Regions from separate parts of the Macaca mulatta genome. Here region 2 is linked to region 1. A link is a contact called in public Hi-C data. All regions are on one chromosome and are shown on one strand. Each heading gives the region's core, a stretch centred on a gene start, on an enhancer-like site or on the middle of the called end of the contact. The rest is flanking DNA. Distances are from core to core; before and after follow the strand shown. Region 1 overlaps CD82 (CD82 molecule). Region 2 holds the start of CD82 (CD82 molecule).

What was found. A called contact is a pair of places that touch in the nucleus more often than the background predicts.
Region 2: a contact with region 1 is called in a Hi-C map of blood, with 5 times the contacts expected there. The contact joins the promoter of CD82 here to the enhancer-like site in region 1. A contact is called at or near these places in 9 of 14 Hi-C or Micro-C datasets (CD4 T cells, blood, cortical neurons and 4 more).

Annotation. Positions count from the first base shown.
Region 1 is chr14:20,977,034-20,984,088 of T2T-MMU8v2.0, forward strand. It overlaps CD82 (CD82 molecule), which reads right to left. Exons shown (of 10, transcript XM_077963082.1): 7 at 1,388-1,489. Among named protein-coding and RNA genes, the nearest start is that of CD82, 49 kb to the right of the region's middle. Within about 2 kb of position 4,663, at least 4 of the 40 cell types and tissues checked have an H3K27ac peak or open chromatin away from gene starts, as enhancers often do. A contact at or near this core is called in blood, where this site is marked.
Region 2 is chr14:21,025,895-21,032,213 of T2T-MMU8v2.0, forward strand. It overlaps CD82 (CD82 molecule), which reads right to left and starts at 3,746. Exons shown (of 10, transcript XM_077963082.1): 1 at 3,673-3,746; 2 at 3,077-3,134.

The DNA.
Region 1 (7,055 bases), core at 3,413-5,912:
TGACTAAAACATCACCACCAACTTAGCACATAATAAATGCTGCCTAAGTGCTGGAGGCTTTAACAATGTATCTCACACGGCATGGGTCAGTAGCCCCATTGCATAAACAAGGAGGCAGGCTCAGCAAAAGTCTAGCGGCTGTGGCAGTGTTAGCACTCCAGGCCTTGGGAGTCTCACTTACCGCCAGCCCAAGCAGCATCTGACAGCATCGGAATCATCTAGAACCAGCCAATGACTTTCCAGGGTAGGATGCTCACCACCTCCCAAGGGACCCACTTCTCCTCCCAGGTCCCTTGTCAGGTGGCGCTGGTTTATGTCATTGGTGACATCAAGACTTTGCTAAAATTAGCAAAGTCTCAGCAATTGTGGGTCAAACTACATAGGCGACCAAAACATTTCCCTGTGTGAACCAAGCCTTCCAGCTGCCACGACCCCCACACCTGATCTCCTATGTCAGGGCCAGAGAACATCGCTCTCCCCTTCCTCCGCTCAGAAGATGGCCAAGTCCACGTCGCCTAGATGGAGTGTCCTATCTGCAAACTCTCCTGGTGCCCCAGAGTCAGGCTTTCTCCTGCTGCCCATGCCCCTTATACCCCACAGCCCTCCCCTGAGGCGTCAACACCTCAGGGACCTCCCCTGAGGCCCTACGTGATCACTGTGTCCTGCGCCCTCACAGGATTACAGATCAGAGACGGCAGGTTCCAGCCAAGGGCACACACAGCATCCGGGACCACAAGAAAGGAGAGCCAGGTGGTCACTGGATCACTGTGGAGACAGGCTGGGAACCTGGTCAGTCTATCTGTTGGTCAGTCGGGCAGTCCATCCATCCGTCCACCCACCCATCCACCCATCCATCCATCTCTCTCACTGTAACGGAGGTCTAATACACGTGAACTAATGGGCACACGTTCAGCTTGGTGCATTTTTACGTATGTGCACATACTGGTGAAACCAGTATCAAGATTTGGCTAGAATACTCCTTTCACCCTAGAAGGTTCCCTCAACACCTCCCCAGCTAGTGCCCCTCCCGGAGGCAGCCTCCACTGGGACTTCTCACTGCTACTTGGCATCCAGTTTCCTAAAACCCAGGGTGGAGCTCCCAACGCTCCCCAGTGTGGCTTGAGATAAGAGGGCTGACAACTGCCCCCGTGCTCTCTGCCACAAATGGGAGCACCGAGTTATGAAACTGTCTCTGAGTCTCTGGGCCCCCGAGCAGGGAGCTGCGGTGCTAACTGGGGTGCCCTGCCCCCATAGAAGCACACTCTCCTACAAACTGTCAGGCACACACGAGCACTGCAGATGCCAGTCCCAGACACGCGGGTGCACAGAGCCCCAAATTCAGGGCCACCCAGGCGAAAGAGCCTCCCATAGCCACGCCCCACCTCACCTGAGCCTGCACGTAGTCCCAGGCGTCCTGCAGGCTGTCCTCGCGACTGCTGTTGTAGTCTCGAATGAGCTCCATCACGATGCCGCCCATCTCCTGCTTCAGCTGCAGGACAAAGGTCAGGGTCAGATTTCCTGAAACCCGTGCCCACCTGTGGTCACCGCTACTTAAACTGCCTCCCCCCTCTTCCCTTCAGCAACCCTGTGACATGCTCATGGCTCCAACCACTTTCCTGGCGCTCCCAGGGTGCCCGATGCAGGCAGTGCCAACCACTCCTGCCCCACTGTCTCTTCTGCGATCGGCAGCAGCCTGGCCCTGTAAACATCAATATTCTCATGTCACTGCTGAGAACCCTGTAGGGGCCTCCCACCACCAAGGCAGTTCCCATCATCAGTGTCCTCGTAACAGCCTAGGAGGCCCTATGCCACTTGTCTGTCCTCCCTGGACCTTGTGTCCTCTGTTCTTGCTCCCTCTGCTTCAACTGTGTGGATTTCCAAGCTGTCTTTGTGCCAGGCACACTCCTGCCTCAGGGCCTTTGCACCTGCTGTTCCCACCGCCTGGAATGCTCTTCCCCCAGACATTAACATGGCTCACCCTCTGCTTCCTTCAGGGCTCTGCTCCAATGCCACCTCCTCAGAAAGGCCTTACTAGACCACTCTACAAAATATCAGCCCTTCCCCATTCCCCCTCCCCCCACCAATCAACCCCCCCTCCCCTGGCCTCCCTTATCCCACAAGGGAAAGCATGCTGTATTTTTCTTTAGAGCACTGATGTTACATGCTTGTTAGTTTTCAGGGCTTATCATCTCTCTCCACTAGCACATCAGCTCCATAGGGGCAGGGACCACATCTGGCACGCTCACTACAGGGTCCCCCATGGCCAGTGCCAAGCCTGGCACAGAATAGGTGTGCAGGGTACGTGAATGCTGAATGCACACCTAACTACTGCGGTCTGCCAGGCACCACAGCCAGACCCATGCAACTTCTTGGTGAATCCTTATGCCTCCCACAGGGCAGCTGCAGGGAGAAGGAGGGACAGGGAGGAGAGCCCAGCTCAGCTTCCTTCTTCCAAGGACCAGAGTGCAGCCTCTCCAAACAGGGTCCCCAAGGGTAGATGCCTGGAGGGGGCCCCAAGACTAGGGGACCTGGGACTTCGGCATCAACTATGTGATCAAAAGATCCTCCCTCTATGCAGGCATGGTGGCGGGTGCCCGTAGTCCCAGCTACTCAGGAGGCCGAGGCAGGAGAATCGCTTGAACCCAGGAGGTGGAGGTTGCAGAGTCTAGATCGCACCACTGCACTCCAGCCTGGGTGACAGAGTAAGAGTCCATCTCAAAACAAAACAAAACAGAAAAGATCCTCCCTCACCCCTTCCCAAGCCCTAAGCCAGCAGCGCCAGCCAGCCGGAGTGTGAGGTCAGTTGCTTTTCTGGCACCTGGCTGCTTGCCCCAGAGCTCCAAAAAAATCTTTTTTTTTTTTTTTTTTTTTTAAAGACAGGGTCTCCCTGTCACCCAGGCTGGAGGGCAGTGGCAGGATCTCAGCTCACTGCAACTTCTACCTCCTGGAGTTAAGCAATCCTCGTACTTCAGCCTCCCAGGTAGCTGGAGCTACAGGCGCGTGTCACCACGCCTGGCTCATTTTTGTATTTTTAGTGGAGACAGGGTCTTCCCACGTTGCCCCGGCTGGCCTCGAACTCCTGACCTCAAGTGATCCACCCACCTCGGCCTCCCAATGTGTTGGGATTACAGGCCTGAGACCCCACGCCTGGCCCAAATCTACATCTTGCCTATGCTGATCCTCACCCTGCTCAGGAATTGAGGGTCACTCTCCTTGTGGTGGAGAGCAGCACCTGCTCTCGGCTAACCCCACAGAGAAAACCCTCATGTACAAAGCAGGCAGAAGGGGGGTTTTGAAATAAGTCAGTTGTGCAAAGGGAGGCAAACCCAGAGCCAGCTGAGGGCAGGGCCTCCCTCCGCAATAAGCAGACCTGGGTGGGAGGGGGGCCTCCGAGAGCCAGCCCCTGCCTGGCTCCACCTCGCCTCTCAAACGGACCTTGCCCAGAGGCCTTCCAGGGCACATGCATGGATGGGCTGGTCATGGCAGTGGGAAGCCCCAGGGTGAGGGACTCTAGAAGGCAGGGATGCAAAGGAGAAGGCCACACACCTTCCCACCTTGGTTCCTGAGAAGGAAGAATTGGGAGAAACGGGATAGGTACTTCTAGATGGGGTTTTAGAGCCTGACTCCCAGGGAACCCTGTGGGTGGGGCTTCCTGCAGCTCCCCACAGGCAGCCCTCGAATGAACAGAAAACTCATATCCTGCAGATGGACCTGCAGCCCTGGCTCCTCACTCTTGGTTAAATTAATGCTGGGGCCGGGCATGGTGGCTCATGTCTGTAATCCCAGCACTTTGGGAGGCCGAGGTGGGCGGATCACGAGGTCAGAAGATCGAGACCATCCTGGCTAACATGGTGAAACCCCATCTCTACTAAAAAAAATTACAAAAAATTAGCTGGGCTTGATGGCAAGTGCCTGTAGTCCCAGCTACTTGGGAGGCTGAGACAGAAGAATGGCTTGAACCCGGGAGGTGGAGCTTGCACTGAGCTGAGATTGCACCACTGCACTCCAGCCTGGGTGACAGAGTGAAACTCTATCTCAAAAAAAAAAAAAAAAGAATGCTGAGAAACCAGCCTCCGATGATGCTCCCTGCCCTTCTCTCAATAAAGCTCTCAGCATGATACTTTAAAAAAAAAAAAAAAAAAAAAAAAAAAAAAAAAAACCTTATACAGAGTTCTGCAATTTACAAAGCTTTCTTGTCAGTAATTAATCACAACACTAATAGTAGTTAACTTTTATCAAATGTTTGTTATGTACCTGGTGCTGTGGTAAGCACTTTAAATGTATTATCTCAACTGAATCTTCACAGCAGACCTATGGCCTAGGTATTCACCCCATTCCCTCATTATAGAGACATAGAAAACAAACTCAGAGAGGTTAATTAACTTGCCCAAGGTCACACAGCCAACATGTGGAAGAAGTGACGTTTGTACCCAGGCTTGGCTGATTTCAGAACCCAGGTTTTTACCTATTAAGCTTTATTGGCATTTAAACCACATGGCCATACCCAGTTTTAACCAGGGCCCAGAAAAGCTAAGTGGTTTGCCTGAGTCACATAGCCTGGGCTGTCTGCCAGCCAATCTGACATCTCAGGTCCACCTCTCAACCCCAATGGGTGGGTGATCCCTATGGTGTGGAAAGGATGGGTTCTCCAGAAGCATCTGTGCAGAAAGCTGCCTCGCCCACATCCTCCCCACCCACCCAGCTTCCTCACGACATGTTGCACTGAGGCTCTGTTTAAACCCCAGCGTGGCTGTCACAGCAGCCTGGACTTCCCTGTTTCTCCCCCAGGCCCCCTGAAACGAGAAGGTGATGGAAGCTGGGTGGTTTCCACCTAGACAGGTGGTTTCCATGGAAACACCACAACATCTTTCAGTCCAGAATGTGGTTGAGGGACACACCTGGGCCACGAGGACCATGGCCACAGGGGCTGGTTCAGCTTGGAGCTGATGCCCTGGGACCCCAACGCTCAGGAGGCCTGTGCTGGGAGTACAGGGAGGTCACCCTGGCAACTAGGTAGCTACTGAGACCAAAAGGACATGGAGGTAGCAGGAGCAGACATTCATGATCTCCCTCCATCCACCCAGGGACCGCTCCACTGTTTCTGCCTGCCCTGCAGAAACCCACTGCTTGGGTGTAACCACCCTTCTATTTCTCCATGGAGCTGGGGAGGCCCCACTCCCTCAATGCCAGAGGCAGGCAAAAGACCTGGGCTGCCACTCAGTGCCATCCACATCGCAGGCACGGTGAGTGGTTCAGAGATGGGCTTGAGATCCACGCTCACACACCTAGCCCTCTTTCCATCCATGTGGTAGGATGAGGACCTGGGCTACCCTCAGGCTCCACGGGGGACAGCCTGCCCGAGAAGGGAGCCAACAGAGGAGGGCAGGGCTGAAGGGTGGAGAGGGACAGCAGCAGCCTTTGGGAACCTGGATACAGCTGAGCCTTCTGCTGGCTCTAGCCACTTTCAGTTGAGTCACTGTCACATGCCATAAAGAGTCCTGCCCAGGGTCAGCTGCATAATTTACACCTAGTGCAAAGTGAAAATGGAGAGCCCCTCGTTTAAAAATTATTAAGAATTTCAGCCGGGCGTGGTGGCTCACACCTGTAATCCCAACACTTTGGGACGTTGAGATGAGCAGATCACTTGAGGTCAGGAGTTTGAGACCAGCCTGGCCAACATGGTGAAACTGCATCTCTACTAAAAACACAAAAATTAGCTGGGCATGGTGGTACGTGCCTGTAGTCCCAGCTACTCGGGAGGCTGAAGCAGGAGGATCACCTGAGCCCAGAAAGTGAAGGTTGCAGTGGGCTAAGAACTCCAGCCTGGGCAACAGAGCGAGACTCTATCTCAAAAAGAAAAAAAAAAAAAAGAATTTCAATACAGCAACAGCAGAGCATCCTGTGCGATTGCATAGGTTGAATGCCGAGGAAGCCAGCCTTGTCTTCCCTGTCTCCCTCCTCCCCATTTCTCAGAAGAGAAAAGTGAGGCTCAGAATTGGAGCAACTTCCCAAGATCACACAGATAGAAAGCAGCGGAGACATGACCAGATCTTGATCTGTGCAGCTCCAGGGCCCCAGGATCTTAGCCTCGGCAAGCTGCCCGCCGCCTCCCCGTGACCCTGCTGTCCTCTGCGTGGCTCTACTCACGTCCCACCCAAATGCTGCGCTTTGACCTCCCCTTTTAGTGTGAATTTTCACAGTCAGAATTAGGAGAGACCTTTGAATCCAGAAAATCATCCAAATGTAAGAGTCACGCTTTTCTAGGCTCTGCTTAAATGCTCCCTGTGATGGGGAACTCAGTAACTCACACGAGAGCATGTTGCGGAGTTGGGAGGCTCTTGATACAATTTAAGTTCTGCTCAAATGACTTCTACCCACCTGTATTAGTTCACATCCTCCTCCTCTCCCAGCTACCTAAGTCCCAGCTGGGACCACAGGAATAAATCAAATCCCTCTCTTGAAGGACACATCTCATCGAGATACTTGAGACCAGACTACATCTCCAGGGTAACTTTTCAGGCTTCTGTGCCCACCTGTTGGGGTGCTGTGCAGACCTCTCACCATGCTCTTTAAGGTGTGAAATCACCCCTTATAATGAGGTACCAATGCATGAATTGGACCCACATCTTCCTGTCCTCTCCAGGTTTCCCACAGGAGATGCTGGCAAATGCTTTGCTAGAATACAGATACACCAGCTCAGAAGCTGCATCCCAGTACCCTGATAGGAAATGAGGGCCCTTGGCCATAAAGGGGGTGGTGGGAGCATTTAGTCTTTGTGACCACCTGTATCTTTCCTGCAAGTCCAGCTGCAAGCCCCGTAACTAGCTACCCCAGAATTCGGAGCCAGTGGCCAGCATGTGCTTCAGAGATTCTAGCCCAAGTGTCTTTCCATAATCCTTTTCCAGAGGAACGGCCTGGACTCCTCCATTCCCTTCTCAACAGGGAAGAGAAAGGTCACCTCTCCCTGTCCCCAGCTCCAGCTGCCCTTCCTCCCTCTGCCCCATCACAAGAGAACCCCAAGCCTGAGAATCAGGAAGTTCTAATTCAGCAAGCAG
Region 2 (6,319 bases), core at 2,496-4,995, 48 kb after region 1:
CTTTCCTCTATCAGCTGCCTCTCCTTGTCGGCACAGTGAATCAGCTGCTGACAGGAAAACCACAGTGGAGGGGAAGCCCAGGGGTGAGTCAGGAGCCAGCCAGCCTCCGAGAGACAGCAGCTGGGCCTGTTGCAGAGGCCCCAGGTCTGTGGTTGTCTGCCTCTTCTCAGGGCAGCGTCAGGGGCGAGGGGAGCAACACGTCCCACACCACTCGCTCCATGTTTACCTCTGGGCTTCCCCTCCCAGCTCCTCAGACCCCGGCTTAGTGGAGGGGAAGCGGGTGGGTAGGGCAGTTCCTGCTAAGATTAAACGGGTCCTGTCCCACGGAGAGGCCCAGGCCAAACAGTCCAGGCTCTTCCCTCCCTTCCCACCTCTCACAGAGCCAGCTTCTGGCCGTTTGATCTTCTTGATTAAGTCATAACCGCCCCCCGTGAGCTTCCCGTGGGGCGGAGGAAGTGGGTATAACGGTTTGGAGCAGAAGGCCAAGGCCAAACCAGAAGCAGGGGTGCCAGCTGGCCCCAGATGCTCCAAATCCAAAAGAACACTCAGGACTTGGGGCTGCTCAGCTATGGGTTGAGTGGGAACTGTCTGGTCCTTGGGGGAACCCCAGGGTAGAAGGGGATAGGTGATGGGAGATTCCAGGCTGTGACTCTAAAGTGTGAGGCCTCAAGACAGAGGGGGCCACCCCCACATAGCAGAAACTTCAGAGGAGCCCAGGGAAGCCAAAATCCTGCCCCAGTCCCCCTACTGTGGGAAACTTGTACCTTGACTGCTCACCCACTGCCAGAGATAGCACAGGGTGACCTCTCACCCCTACCCTCCCTGGGCTGGGATGGGAAGGAGGGACCAGCAGGCACTTCTTCCAACCACCCCGCCCCCACTCCCAAACTTACTGCTGGCTGGCACAGGCTCCCACTTTTTGGCCCAGATGCCTCCCCTTCATGGGCAACCCCCCCCCCTTGTAGCATTCATCACCCTCCCAGTGCCCCCACCACTCACCCAATCCAGCCACCTTCCTGAGCCCCTGGTATGTACCAGACAGGATGGGGAGGAGAAAGAAGTGCAAAGGTGCTGGAACAGTCCCCTTCCACCCCTCCAGTGGCGCCTTCGCTATCCCCATGACTGGTGTCTCTTCCTTCACTCCCAATTGCAGACATCCCCAAAGCCACCCAGACCCCTTCTTCCCTGTCACTGCAGCCATTGGTTCATTATTCCTTGACTGCTGGATCCTCCACCCCAGCACATCTGGCACAGACTGACTTTCCTAAAGTGCTGCTCTGTTGTGTCACTCCTCTCCTCAGAAACCTTCAGTGGCTCCCACTTTCTGCAAATCAGATCCAAAGTTCTTACCCTGGCATTCAAGGCCCTCTGTAAGCTGATTCCACCTACTGGTCCCACTGTGTATCCCCGCACAGTCCCAAACTTCAGCCAGAATGAGCAACCTAGCAGTTTCTTGAGACTTCTCAGGACAGGTTGACCTCCCTGCCTCTGCCTAGGCATTTTCCTCTCCCCAAGACACCATCTTCATTCTGGGTGCCGAAATCTTCCCAGTCTGTAAGGCTCTGAAGATCCCTCTAATCCTTTTTTCATTTATCTTGCATCAGAGTCACTGGTATTCTTGTGTAAGCCCCTTCCTGGATGGTAAGCAACCTGAGGGTGCAAGCCTTATGTGGTTGCTTGTCATTCATCCAGTGGGAAGGGCAGGTGGTGATGGCGAGGGCTTTCTTTTAAGGCTCACTAGGTAGGCTCTGTTGAAATGAACGTCTCCTCCTCCCTACCTCAGGCACCACCTACCAGACCCTCTCCCTCCCCACCATACCAAACTCCAGTTTATGCCACTTCAGTGCTTGGAGAGACTGTGGTCCCATGTTGATCCAAGCCAAACCAGGACCAGGAGCCCAGGCAGAAAGTCCTATTCAAGTCTCACCCCCTCCAGGAAGCCTCCTTACCCCCACCCCCTGCCCTGGCTTCTCAAGTGTCTCACTCTTCTGAACACCTCCCCCTGCCCTACATACACACACGGTCTCCTGCACACAGCGCAGCCGCCAATCCATCTCTGTCCCACAGCACTTTCCAGTTTGTTCCATACTGTACAGCTTATCTCCCAGAAGATGCAGGGAGCCAACATAATGCAGCACCTTCAGTGTCCTTCGGTGCCCAACCCTGCTTACATATCAGGTGCCCACATTGCCCCTCGCCTCCATCCCAAGCCAAGTGTGCAATGGTATAGCTGGATTCCAGCCACTAGGGCAGCACAGACCCATGAAATCTCATCTGGTCATAAGCCCTGGGTGTGACTGATCCTCTCTACAGGGACATGGTAGGGATGGGGGAGCCCTCATTGTCAGCAAGTCAGGTCTGGCTAGTTCACCTCTGTACCTCTAGCTCTCTCTAGCATATAGTAGGTGCTCAGTAAACATTTTTAGACGTATTTAACTCAACACTCACCAACCTCAAGCAACATTACAGAAAACTCAGCCACTCTTTGTTCCAGATGACAGTCCTCATCCCTTAAATAGAGTGATGTTGGTAGCAGTTGGCAATTTCTGGCTCTCACAAGGTCAGGAGGGGCTGTAGCCAACCCCATCTCTCCAAAAAAAAAAAAAAAAAAAAGGCTTATTCCGCATAGGAAGCAAGCCCATCACCTGCCCATCCGCATCAAAGCAGCTGTCACGGACGGAGGTCTCACTGGTTTCCTGGCGCCTTGCTAAGTAGTGTATACACAGTATTCTATTTAGTGCTTGCTCCTGCCATTGGATGTTGCCATTATCCCTGTTTTACAGGTGAGGAAACTGAAGTTTGGAGGGGGAATGGAATCCAAATCAGTTTGATCCCAAAGCCCAGGCCCTTGACCACAGAACTAGGCTGCCCCACTACTGGGGCCCAGCACAGAGCACCCACGGCCACCAGGAACAGAACCTGTCAGCCGAGAAATTAACCCTGGGTATGCTGCAAGAGCCACTGGGGCCCTGGGCTTGACCCTGGGCGCAAGGATTGGTGGCGTTTTCTCTTCTCTTCCCCAGTCACCAGTGTAAGAACTGTTCCCGTTTCCAACCCCCTGCTCAGGCCAGCTCACCTGGAAAAGCCCCACTGCGTTTCCAACTTGAAGTCTTAGGGGGTCCGACTCAGCTGAACTGTCAGAAATTGTGGGAAGCAGGTGAGGCGGGAAATGGAACCTCCTTGCTTTGGCCTCCTGTTCCCCAGAGTTCATGGGTTACGAGCCCCAACCGAGGAACCAGTGCACTCTTTAAAGCAATTCGCTTCTCTTAGTCCCATTTTGCAGGGAGAGAAACTGCAGAGGGCAATGCGATGGGAACACCTGTGGCGACCTGCAGCCTGTGCTCACCTGCCAGCTCTCACCTTCCGGCGTTTTAAGTGAGAAAGGGCAACGGCCGCGTAGAATTAATCTGGTTCACTTCCTCCTGCTGGAACCTGGGAGGTCCAGAGCCGGGTGGAGGGACGGACCCAGGATCACGCAGCTGGTGCAAGCCCGAGTGTGAGAACTGGGGGTTCAGGACTGGGGGCTAAAGCTCCTTTTCACCCACCAGCTGCCCCGACCTGTCACTAGTTCCGAGGAAAGCTGTCCGAGACGGACCGCAGAAGCGGGGGTCAAAACTAACTTTGCCTCTGGTTGTCGGGCAGGCTCCCCCGGCCTGCTGCCCCCTTGCTCACCTGCTGGTTCTGCTTTCTGCTCCGCGCTGCAGGCCCAGCGTCGCCCGCTTGTGCCCCAGTCAGTGTCGGACTGCGCAGCCCTGGGCTCAGTCACTCCTCGGCCCCCTCCTGGCTGCAGCCGGGGAACGCCGCGGACTCGGCAGGCCCCGCCCCCCGGGGACACGCCCCCTCGGCGCCCCTCCGCCGACCCCGCCCCCGAGCCCTTTGAGAAGGCGGTGCGCTCCCGCCGGCCAGGCCCCGCCCGCTATGGCCCTATCCCGACCAGCCCCGCCGCCGGGCCCTGCTGGAGTTGAGGCCCCGCCCCTCTCCCCGCCCCGCTACGGCTTCTCTCTTCTATCCCGGCAGCCCCGCCCCCAGGTTACACAGGGGATGAAGCCAGCGCCGCTCCAGCCCTGCCCACTCACGGCGCTGCCTAACGGTCCCGCCCAGCTCCCGCCTACCTCGTCCTTCCCGGTCTCCCGGGCCCTCCCAGCGCCCCTGCCTCCTTCACTTTCTCTTTCGTGCCCACCCCATCCCTCGGCCTTAGTAGGGTGAGGCCACGCCCCTCCCCGCCCCAGCCCCGGCTCAGCGCCTTCCTAATCCTGGCCTGCCCTGCCCCTCTCAGCTCCGGGCGGGTAGCCCTGGGGCCCCCACGCTGGCATTCCAGGGCGGGTGTATCCGGGTGCAGCCGGGGAACGGCGTGGGAGCGGTTTGTGTTCCAAGTCGGGGCCTCTATCAGGAGGCGGCCTGGGCCCAGGCACTTTTTGAAAATACTGACTACCATTGATTGAATCCTTGCCAGGGGCCAGGCTCTATGCCAAGCGCTGTATAAAGTTCTAGTCCTTGAATTCCCACAACTCATGGGTACTCTCGTTGCGCCTATTTTACTAATGTGCAGTTTAAGGCTCACAGAAGGGAAGTCACGGCCTCTGAATATCATGGAGGCGGGCGTGAGCGGGATTCAGCCTCAGGTCCTGAGTCACAGGCTTGAGCTGCCCCAGCTTGCCTGGACTGGCCCCTGGGGAAGTAGCCCAGGCCAGCCAGTGCTGGGGCAGTGCCCAGCAGCTGCCTGAGGTGAGGGAGGAGGTGTGGGTTGAGAAGAGTGGCAGGAAGGACTGCGGGCCTAAGCCCTCAAAGCTGGCTTTCTCCCTGAAAAAAAAGTGACCCAGAATTGAGGTGCGCTGCAAGAATTCTCTAGATGGCTGCGGTGCCCACCCTGTGTCCCAGCCTTCTGCGCCCCCCCAGCCTCCGGGGGACTAGCTTCAGGCAGATTAACTGGTTAATGACCAGGGGCATTCATCTGGGCAGCTGACGAAGCTCTTTCACTTCCATTATCACATTGGCATCTCACAACACACCATTGTGGGAGGGTATGATTATGAGCGCTTTGTCTGGGTGGAGTAGGGGCGGGAGCTGGATCCCAGCCCAGCAGTGTAGTTCTCACAGCGTGGTCCTTGAACCAGGAGCAACATCATCTGGGAACTTGTTAGGAATGTGGATTTTGAAGCCCTATCCCAACCTACTGAATGGAAAACTGTGGGACAATTGGTTTGAATACGGCCTCCAGGTGATTCTGAATCACATTCAAGCATGAACCACTGTTGAGAAATTGTAAAGAAGTTAGAGTGGTCTGAGAATCACACAGACCTAGGTAGCTTCCTGGTTGCTTTTTAACCCCAGGACAAGGCAAGATACTTAACCTCTCTGGGATGAGCCCTTAAACAGGGAATAATAATAAAAAGAGCCATAACAATCATGCCGATCTTGACGGTGGCTCTTGAAGATTACATGTGACAGCATTCATGAAGTATTTGGCCCACCATCTGAATGCCGTACATGCACAGAAAATGTTCTCTTTTTCAGCAAAAAGTCTCCATAGAATTCCCACACCAAGTCAGAGGAGTGAGGCTGGGGAATCCTTTAAACCCAGCAGCGTGTCCTACCCGCAGAGAGACACCCTCTATCCTGCTAGTGGTTCAGATCCTAACAAGCTCCTAGGTGATGTGGATGCTGGTCCGGGGACCACACTCTGAGAACCACTGTGCCATTCTGTCTTGGGCTGGGTTTCAGATTCCCTACCCTACCCAGCCCATGCAAAATGGGCATAAAATATCCTCCTATTCCACCCTACTCCACACCCCGTCCCTCCGAGGTGGGGGTGTTTGTGATGGTGTATGACAGATGCTCCTGACAGTGATAACTTGACTTAAGCATACCCTGAGAATGGTCCTGTATGGCAGATGCACCCAAATGTGTGTTTGGACTTTTGAGCTAAGGAACTCGGGAGTGACCAACCTGGAGATTCATTCCTTATCTGTGAGGAACATTTGAACCCTGGCCCATCCTGTGGAATGCAGGCTGTACAGGGGTTCAAGGTTCTTTGGGGCCAAATGAAAGTTATCAGGTGGAGGTTGTTAGGGGGAGGGTGCTAAGTGAGAATGATGTATAAACTGTATCCTTTTTGTAAGCGGTTGTGGCTCTCTTGCCCAGCCTGCCATGGGACTGTACAGTTCTCCTTTCCAGCCCACTGCCACCTGCCATTCCTGTGTGTAAGCTTCCCAATAAACCCCCATGTCCCAGTTGCTGGCTCTGGTCTCTCCTTCAGCCTCTTGAACCTAGTGCCATCCCTGCTGAAGTTAATAGGGCTCCAGCACGACAGATGGGACTG